Linked DNA regions of Rattus norvegicus: region 1 is linked to region 2. Evidence: chromatin contacts called from public HiChIP or PLAC-seq data. All regions are on one chromosome and are shown on one strand. The core of a region is the stretch at or near the end of the contact, and the rest is flanking DNA. Distances in the headings are between cores, read along the strand shown.

Region 1 (4,253 bases), core at 593-3,092, 180 kb after region 2:
ATGAGGCTTCCAGATAATTTGAATGCACATGGTCTGAGAGCTACCACTGTCTAAGTAAAAGCGATTACTGCTTTTGTTATCATGACTATGCCACTAACAGTTACCACTAATCGGAAAACGGTGAACTTGTAAGCATCGACTCATCTAACTTTCTCCATCCCCACAAAGAAAGAAATGGGTATGAAATTCATCATACAGATGGATAAAACTGAGGTAGTTTTAGGGAAATCTCTTGTGGATTCACCCAGTGAGGGGGTGGTAACATCATTTCTGAGATTCAGTTCCAAGGTCCAAGATAATGGATGGTGGGGATCATCTAAAAGGGCTTCTACTTAGGGATCAGCATTTAGAACTATACACCTTTCTGATAGCCTTGGAACTATGGGCAAGTAAGGACTCACTGACCAGCAGGGAGAGACAAAGGTTGCAAGTGGGTACACTCATTCCCTCTCCACAGGAGCTCCTCCAATCCTATTTCCTACAAGCAGATGGGCAGGGACCGAGGAGGGTTGCTCACCTGTGGTCCTGGACAGCGAAGGGATGTCACTGGAACCTGGGAGACGGAGACCTGGATCAACAAATGCAGGACCAGAGACTCTGACAACCCTGCTCCTTTCTCTGGCTTGGCCCTTTGAACAAAGTCCCTCTTCCTTACCTAGCTCAAGTGAGGCCACCCTTCTCACTCTAACTCTTGACAAAGTTCTGACTTTTCCTTTCTGCCCTTGACCCCGCCAGTCACCACCCAATATCTGCTACTTTCCCCACTAAGGTGAGACTTGGAGGACTCCTGATACTTCAGGAAAACCCCCCGTACCCCCCCCCCGTCTCCTTTCTTCCCTCAGGGCGAAATCCGAGCCCCAATACTTTGTCACTAGAGAACTTTCCTCTCCCCATTTCGCTAAAGGCCCCGCCCCCTTTCAATCCCAGCATCAGGCCCCTCCCTTCGTTTTCTGAACAAGCCCCGCCCCGTCCCTAAACCTGTCACCACGTCCCGTTCCTTCTCCCCCCCCTACCCCCCCACCCCCGGTAAGTCCCGCCCACTCACTGAGCCACACACCTCTTCTTGCTCTTGGAGCCTGACCCCGCCCTTATTTCCTGTCAAGCACAGTCCTGGGTCCGCCTCCTCCAGGTCAGGCTCCGCTCCCCCTTAAATCTTGAAGCTAGGCCCCGCCTCTTTCTTTGCCTTTAGGCCTTGCAGGAGGGTCCCCCTTGTTTGGAGAGCATAAAGCTACTTCCTCGAATTAGGCTCCGCCCCTTACTCCTTAGCGCAGCCTCACCCACTCTGTAAACCAGAAGCCTCCTCTAGAAGTTTGTCCCGCCCCTACGGGCGTCCGGCTCCTCCCCTTCAGAGTTATGCCCCGCCCCTCCCCTCGATCGCCGCCGGGCCCGCCCCCTTCTTTGCCTCAGGCTCAGGCCCCGCCCCCTTCTCACTCTTTAGCGGGACGCCTAGCTTGTATCTCCCCGGCAGGACCCTTCACCATCCTCTACCTTCTGCCTCGTCCCTCACGCAGTGTCCCCGCCACCCTCGTACTCTCCGCACCGAAGCGCGAAACCTGCGGGAATCCGCAGATGACTCCGAGCGCCCCGAACTCCCCCAGACCGGCCCCGCCCCAGAGGTTCCACTTTGCTTACCCAAGGCCCCTAGCTCGGGCGCGGACTCTCTGGCAGCGCGGCGACTCGGCATGGCCCGGCCCGTAGGGACCGACAGCCCAAAGGCAAGCTCAGGGCGAAGCGCGCACGAGGGCAAGCCGGGCAGCCGGACAGCCCAGTCTGTTGGGACGATCACCGGCCGGGGAAGCCGCGCAAGGATAGGGCCGAAGGCCGGGTTGGACGCACGGCGCCCGGGGCTGCGGGGGGCGCCGGGCCGAGCGGGCGGCGGGCGGGGGCGGGGCGGCGGAATTCCCCGGCGCCGCCGGCCTGCGCGCCCATTGGCTCACACCCCTCCGTGACGTCACGGCAAAGGGAATGGGAAAACCCCCGCTGCTCACGTGACTGCGGGGGCGGGGCCGGCCGGGAAGGGAAGGCTTGGCACCGTGCAGGGTCCGGGTGCGAGTCGCTGCCCAATGCACTGGCCAAGACCACTGAGGTCTGTCCGGGTCCATTCATGCCCTACCCACAGAATAAGCTGAGAAACGGGCACTTCTTTCCCCACCCTTAGGACTTGAACCTGCTATCTTTCAGGCTGACAAATGAAGCCAGGAGCGGGAAGTTAGCAGCCATTGATAATTTGATGTAACATTTAGATAGGGTCTCATCTTGCCTAGAGTGGTGACCTTGAACTGCAGATCCTTTTGCCCTCAAGGATTCTTCAGATTCGTCCCTCCAGTGCTGGGACGACAGGCATGAACTACCACCTTGGTCTATGCAGTACCTGAGTATTGGACCCAGGGCTTCATGCATGTTAGGCGAACATTACCAACTGAGCTACAGTTCCAGCCAGCCCCTTGGTGATATATGACACCTATGATCCATTCCACTTCTCTCATCGCATGTGTGATCAATGATTCAAGCAACCTACGCATAATTAAGCACTTGCTGTATGCTGCAGCCTGTAATGAAAAATGGGGCACAGCATTCCTAAAACAAAAACTAGACCCACTTCTTGCTCCAGAGGCAGAAAAGTGCAGCAGTGAATGGAGTGGCACCAGAACTACACCGCATACTGCTACACAGCAAAGCAAAGAGCATTGTTTTGGTTTTGCTTTGGAGCTCTGGCTGGCATTGAATTCATGGCAATCCATCTGCCTCAGTCTTCCAAGTGCTGGCAACTGCAGGCACCTACCATCATGCCCAGCTAGAGCAAACTTTTCCTTGCAATGAGACATTAGGCCCAGGCTTTCAGAACCACATGGTCTTAATTTTCAAATGTGCCACTGTATGTAAACAGCAAAGGGCCAGAAACAGGGGTGTGGCTGTGTTCTATTACAGTACAATTTGACAAATATGGAAATGGGAATATCATGAAACTTTCACATTGAACCATATATTCTTTTTTTTTTTTTTTTGGTTCTTTTTTTTCGGAGCTGGGGACCGAACCCAGGGCCTTGCGCTTCCTAGGTAAGCGCTCTACCACTGAGCTAAATCCCCAACCCCATATATTCTTTTTAATTTTGCACCAGATGGGTAATATGCCAGTGTAGTAGGCAAGTCTAGGGGTAGACATCTCCCGTAGGATAAGCCTCATCAGGTTTACCAGCCACACACACCCATCACTGCTTTCCTTTACATTTTCCATCTGTAGGGCTGAGGATGTGGCTTTTGATAGAATGCTTGTCTAGCATGTATGAGATTCTAGGTTGTATCCTCAGCAGCACACAAAAAGATAATTATAGCCATGATATGCCTGTTCTGGAGTGGCAGAGGCAGGAGATTCACTGACAAGGAGTTCCACTACATAGCAGGCCCTTGTCTCAATACAAACAAAAAAGAGGGGGAAATGAAAAAAAAATTGAGGACTGAGGGTGTGGCTTAGTGGTAGAGCCCCTGTGTAGAATCCCATGAGGGGCTGGGGGCGTGGCTCAATGGCAGAGCCCCTGCCTCGAACTTAAGAGGACCTGGGTTGATTGCCTGGATCTGAGAAAGGACTGTGAATTCAAAAGCAAATCTGAGAGCCAGGCATGATGGTTCACACCAGTAACTTCAACACTTGAAAGGCTGAGGCAGGAGATCACCATGAGTTCTAGGCCAGTCTGGACTACTTATAACAAGACTCCACCTCAAAGACAAGCATTCTCAAGAGAGTTGTAATTGGAAGGTCCTGAATCAGATTTCCTGTGTTCAAATCCTAGGTTTTTCTGGGCAGTTATGCAACCCCAGGAAACCGATTTCACCACTCTGGACTTGAGTGTCTCCTAACGGGGTTCCCTTAATAGAATGCCTTTGAGGACTGAGGACTCAATGAGGTAGTACAGTTGACTCTTGCCACAGCTCCCCCACGTCCCTGCACTGTTCAAACTACTAAGTACTTGTTAGGCTACATAAACAAGGCTGACTTCTTAGTAGTGTGATTAAATGTGTGATCCCATGGCCAGCTGGAAAAAACCCGAGTTTCTGATCTGGAGGTACAGAAGGCATCACAAAGGGGTTGGGGATTTAGCTCAGCGGTAGAGCGCTTGCCTAGCAAGTGCAAGGCCCTGGGTTCGGTCCCCAGCTCCGGGGGGAAAAAAAAAGAAAAAAAAAAAACAGAAGGCATCACAAACTTCAAAGAGCTGCTAGTCTGTCTGTCTGTCTGTCTGTCTCTCTCTCTCTCTCAC
Region 2 (4,229 bases), core at 61-2,560:
GGCTGTGTTGAAGGTTGGTGAGAGGGTGGCCGGTAGAGGAACCAGCATAAGCGAGAATGGATCGGTGGGCTGACTTAGACACCTGGAAAACTGTCAGAATTGTGGGAAATGCAGGATGGGGAGCGGGGTCCTGCCTTGCCTCCATGAAGGAAGACCCTGGCATGGGAAACGGTGCAGCCAGGAGTCCCCAAACCAGAGGATCTGGGCTCAGTAAACTCCCAGATGTCAGGGCTAAAGACCCAGGCAGGAGGAGGTCAAAGGCATGGGCAGAATGAAGGGAGAAGGGAAGGCCTAGGGTCTGGGGGTGGTGGGGTGGTGGTGGTGGTGGTGGTGGTGGTGGTGGTGGTGGTGGTGGTGGTGGTGTTTCCTCCAGAAAGCCCAACATCCAGGAAGGAAAGGGGCTCTAGTTAGAAGGGAGTTGTGGGGAGGGGATGAGGAGGTGAAATTGGGGAGAGTCTCAGGAGGAGCCAGAGTCAGTCTGGCCTGGGGCCTGGAACCCTAGCACAGGATTGGAGCCTGCAGGTTAGAAACCAAGGTTTTCCTTAGGAAGACTGGACGCGCCTGGGTCGCATCTAGGGGACCCCAGAGGCGACAAGGATCCAAGGACAGAGTAGCCTGGCACAGCAGGGTCAGGCTAGGGAGTAGAGACACCTTGAAGGAAGCGGGCAGGGCCCTGGGCCCAGGTGCCATTTGGCTTCCTGGGGAGGCAGCTCTCAGGAGCCCAAACAGATCTGGGGACTGGCCAGGGGTAGCAGGGAGAGCCAGCACCCCGACTCGACAAGAGGCAGGGAGGACAGCAGGGCCAGGCCGGGTCGGGCCTTGCGAGGGGGATGGGGTAGGGGGGAGACAGGGCTGCGCCTCGGGGAACAGGGGCCCATGCCATCCGGGAAGAGTCGAGGCCAGACTGCGGGCGAGCGAGCGAGCCGGGGACTACGGGGCAGCTGAGGAAGGGAGGGGCTGCCGGTGGGCAGGGGAGGGGGCTTCCTGGAGGGAAGAGACCAGGCGGAAGCGCTCTGCAGAGGGACCGGAGAAGGGTCCAAAGACAGGGGCGCCCCTAGGGGTCGGGCTGGGCTGGGGCTGTCGGGAGGAGGGAGCGGAGAGGCCTCAAAGTCATGGGAAGCGTCGGTCTGGGATGTGGAGCCGGGAAAGGAGTCAAGACTGGCGGGGTCAGTGGTCCGGGAGGGGTTCTATGGCTGGACTCAGCCAGGGTTCCCCAAGGGGCTGGGCCCCACTCACCGTGTCCGAGTTCCGATCGTTGCCCGGGGCCAGCGCCGTCCTCGAAGACATCTTCTTTGGGGTCCCAGGAGGGAAAGGGACAGGGGCGGCCGGGTGGGGGGGGGTGGGGATCTCGGGGTCCCCTCTCTTCCCCTCCCCCCCCAGCCGACCTGGGGACGCGAGCTCAAAAGCTGGGCGCCTTGGACGCCCGAGTCCTCGCTGAGCGAGAGCGAGAGAGGGCAGGACGGGGGAGGGGAGAAGACACAGAGGGTCCTAGTGGCCCCGTGCAAGGGGAACCCGGGGCGCCATCTGGGCAGCGGGCAGACAGGAGGGTGCACGGGCGGGGGCCGGGGAGGGGGCGCGGAGCCGGCCCGGGGCGGCGGCGGAGGGAGGCGACCGAGGGGCTGGGGAGGAAGGGACGTCAGGGGGAGGGGCGCGGTGGGCGGGGTCAGTTGAGACTCCGCCCCTGCCGCCGGCTCTTAAAGGCACAGGCCTGGGCTGGCTCCCCGGTTCTGGGGGCGGAGGCAGGTCTGGGCGTGCCGGTCTCCAGCAAGTTCTCACAAGAGAATCAGAGTCAGCGGCAGAGAGTTGCTGAGGAGAGAGTAGAGGGAGATGTTGAGAGATGGGAGAGGGGACACACAGACGCGAGGTGGGAAGAAGCAAAGTCACAAAGAGGGACAGAGAAGCCAAGGGCAGAGACAAAAGGATCAGGACAGAAAGGGGACAGAGACAGGGACCGGGGAGACACACACACACACACACACACACACACACACACACACACACACCCCAGAGAGAGAGAGAGAGAGAGAGAGAGACAGAGACAGAGACAGAGACAGAGACAGAGACACAGAGACACAGAGACACAGAGACAAAGACAGAACGGAGATAATCAGGCGCCAAGGCAGAGGGAACTAAAGAGACAAAGAGAAACTCCAGGACTGGAAGTCTGCCGAGGAAAGGAATAAAGGAGTGGCAGCAAGAAAGGAGAGAGAGAGAGAGAGAGAGAGAGAGAGAGAGAGAGAGAGAGAGAGAGAGAGAGAGGCAGGCCTGTGTGCCTGTCATCCCGATTGAGAGAATGGGTTGCAGTGAGTTCTAGACCATACACAGCAAGACCCTATCTCAGAAAAGAAAAACCAAAATTGGAGGCAGTCCCTGGGGTGAAGAAGATCAGGGGTTCAAGGACATCCTGAGCTTCAGCCCTGGGTGCAGCAAGGGTAGATAACTGGCCAGCAGCCCCGGCTGTCTCACTTTCCCAGTCTGTACAATGAAGGAGAGAGAGCCTCACTTGCCTGCCAAGATAGCTGGAAGCCCAAACAGGTGTTGACTTGCAGGGGCATACAGACCCGGGTGTGGGGGGTGGGGGTGGGGTGAGACTGTGCTGAGAACACACAGTGCCTTGTGGGAGGAAAGGGGGGGGATGCATCACCCTGGCCCAGAGCCCATTGTCTCGCTGTCTTAGAAAGTCTTCCTGAGCCTCAGTTTCCCTTTGTGAAAATTAGATGTTACAAGCATGGTGGTATCCTGGAAGGTTTGAAGTTCCAGATCATCCTCAACTCCATAGTGAGTTCAAGACTAGCCTGGTCTATATGAGACCCTATCAGACAGAATAAAAGCCACAAGAGACAAAGGATAGCAGCCATGTGCTGGAGCTAGCTCGAGCAAGCTGGTTATAGGACTGGCTACTAAGCATAAACACTTTTAAAAGTTAAAAATGGGGGCTGGGGATTTAGCTCAGTGGTAGAGCGCTTGCCTAGCAAGCACAAGGCCCTGGGTTCGGTCCCCAGCTCCGAAAAAAAGAAAAAAAAAAGTTAAAAATGAGGTGACACAGTGGTTAAGAACACTGACTGCTCTTCCAGAGGTCCTCAGTTCAAATCCCAGCAACCACATGGTGACTCACAACCATCTGTAATAGGGATCTAATGCCCTCTTCTGGTGTGTCTGAAGATAGCAACAGTGTACTCAGAATAAATAAATGAATCTTTTGTAAAAAGTTAAATCATGCAAACATGCAAGGAAGCGAATTGTATTGAACTGGGGCAGGGTGCACTAAAGATGTGGCTCAGCAGTTAGGAGCACTGGCTGCTCTTCCAGAGGACCTGGGCCCAGTTCCCAGCGCCCCCATGGTGGCTCATGACCATCTGTAACTCCAGGTCTAGGGGACCTGACACCTTCTCTGGCTTCTCCAATAACTACAGATGCGTGCACATGCTTGTGTGTGTGTGAGTGTGTGGTGTGTGTGTGTGTGTGTGTGTGTGTGTGTGTGTGTGTGTGTACAAATTTGGAAGTCAGTTGTCTCCTCTCTCTGTGAGTCCCCAGGATCAAACTCCGGTCACCCACCTTAAAGGCAAGCACCTTCACCGCACCCCGCCACACAGCTAACCCTACTCATTTATTGATTTTGAGACCAGTTATCATATAACCCAGGTTCTCCTCCGTTGAGGTTGGCCTTGATCCTCCTACCTCCACCCCGGAGGCCTGAGACTGCAGGCGCGAGCACCACACCCAGTTATAACTCTGGGAGTTGTTTGTTTTTCTTTTGTTTTAACTGAGGAGTTTGAGATCACAAGTCTCCGCTACCACAAATTATGCGGTCAATTTCACATTGGGGAAATCGAGGGGTCAGCAATCCGAAGAAGCCTCGCCCACAGAAATCCACCTTTCAGTCACAGTAACTCCCCTGCCAGTTAAGTGTTTTTTGAGACAGGGTCTCCTTCTGTAGCCCAGACTGACCTTGAACTTCAGGCCAACCTCTTGTCTCCACTTGCCAAATCCCCACAGGCATGAGACAAACATGATCTCAATATATAGCACAGGCTCACCTCTAGCTTTCAATCCTCCTGCTTCAGACTCACAAGTGCTAGGAATTTGAACCCTCATCTCTCTCTCTTTTAAATATTTATTTATGTATTTATTTTATGTACATGTGTACACTGTATCTATCTTCAAACACACCAGAAGAGGGCATCGGATCCCATTACAGATGGTTGTGAGCCACCATGTGGTTGCTGGGA

What was found. HiChIP or PLAC-seq counts read pairs in DNA pulled down with a chosen protein or histone mark.
Region 1: a contact with region 2 is called in an H3K27ac HiChIP or PLAC-seq map of oligodendrocytes, with 3 times the contacts expected there. The contact joins the promoter of Relb here to the promoter of Mark4 in region 2. A contact is called at or near these places in 4 of 12 Hi-C or Micro-C datasets (the A7r5 cell line, Schwann cells, frontal cortex and 1 more) and 1 of 1 datasets of contacts at active chromatin or transcription factors (oligodendrocytes).

What each region holds. Positions count from the first base shown.
Region 1 is chr1:88,411,538-88,415,790 of GRCr8, forward strand. It overlaps Relb (RELB proto-oncogene, NF-kB subunit), which reads right to left and starts at 1,843. Exons shown (of 11, transcript NM_001427140.1): 1 at 1,633-1,843; 2 at 518-568. The coding sequence starts at 1,684.
Region 2 is chr1:88,235,243-88,239,471 of GRCr8, forward strand. It overlaps Mark4 (microtubule affinity regulating kinase 4), which reads right to left and starts at 1,311. Exons shown (of 17, transcript NM_001191071.1): 1 at 1,237-1,311. The coding sequence starts at 1,287.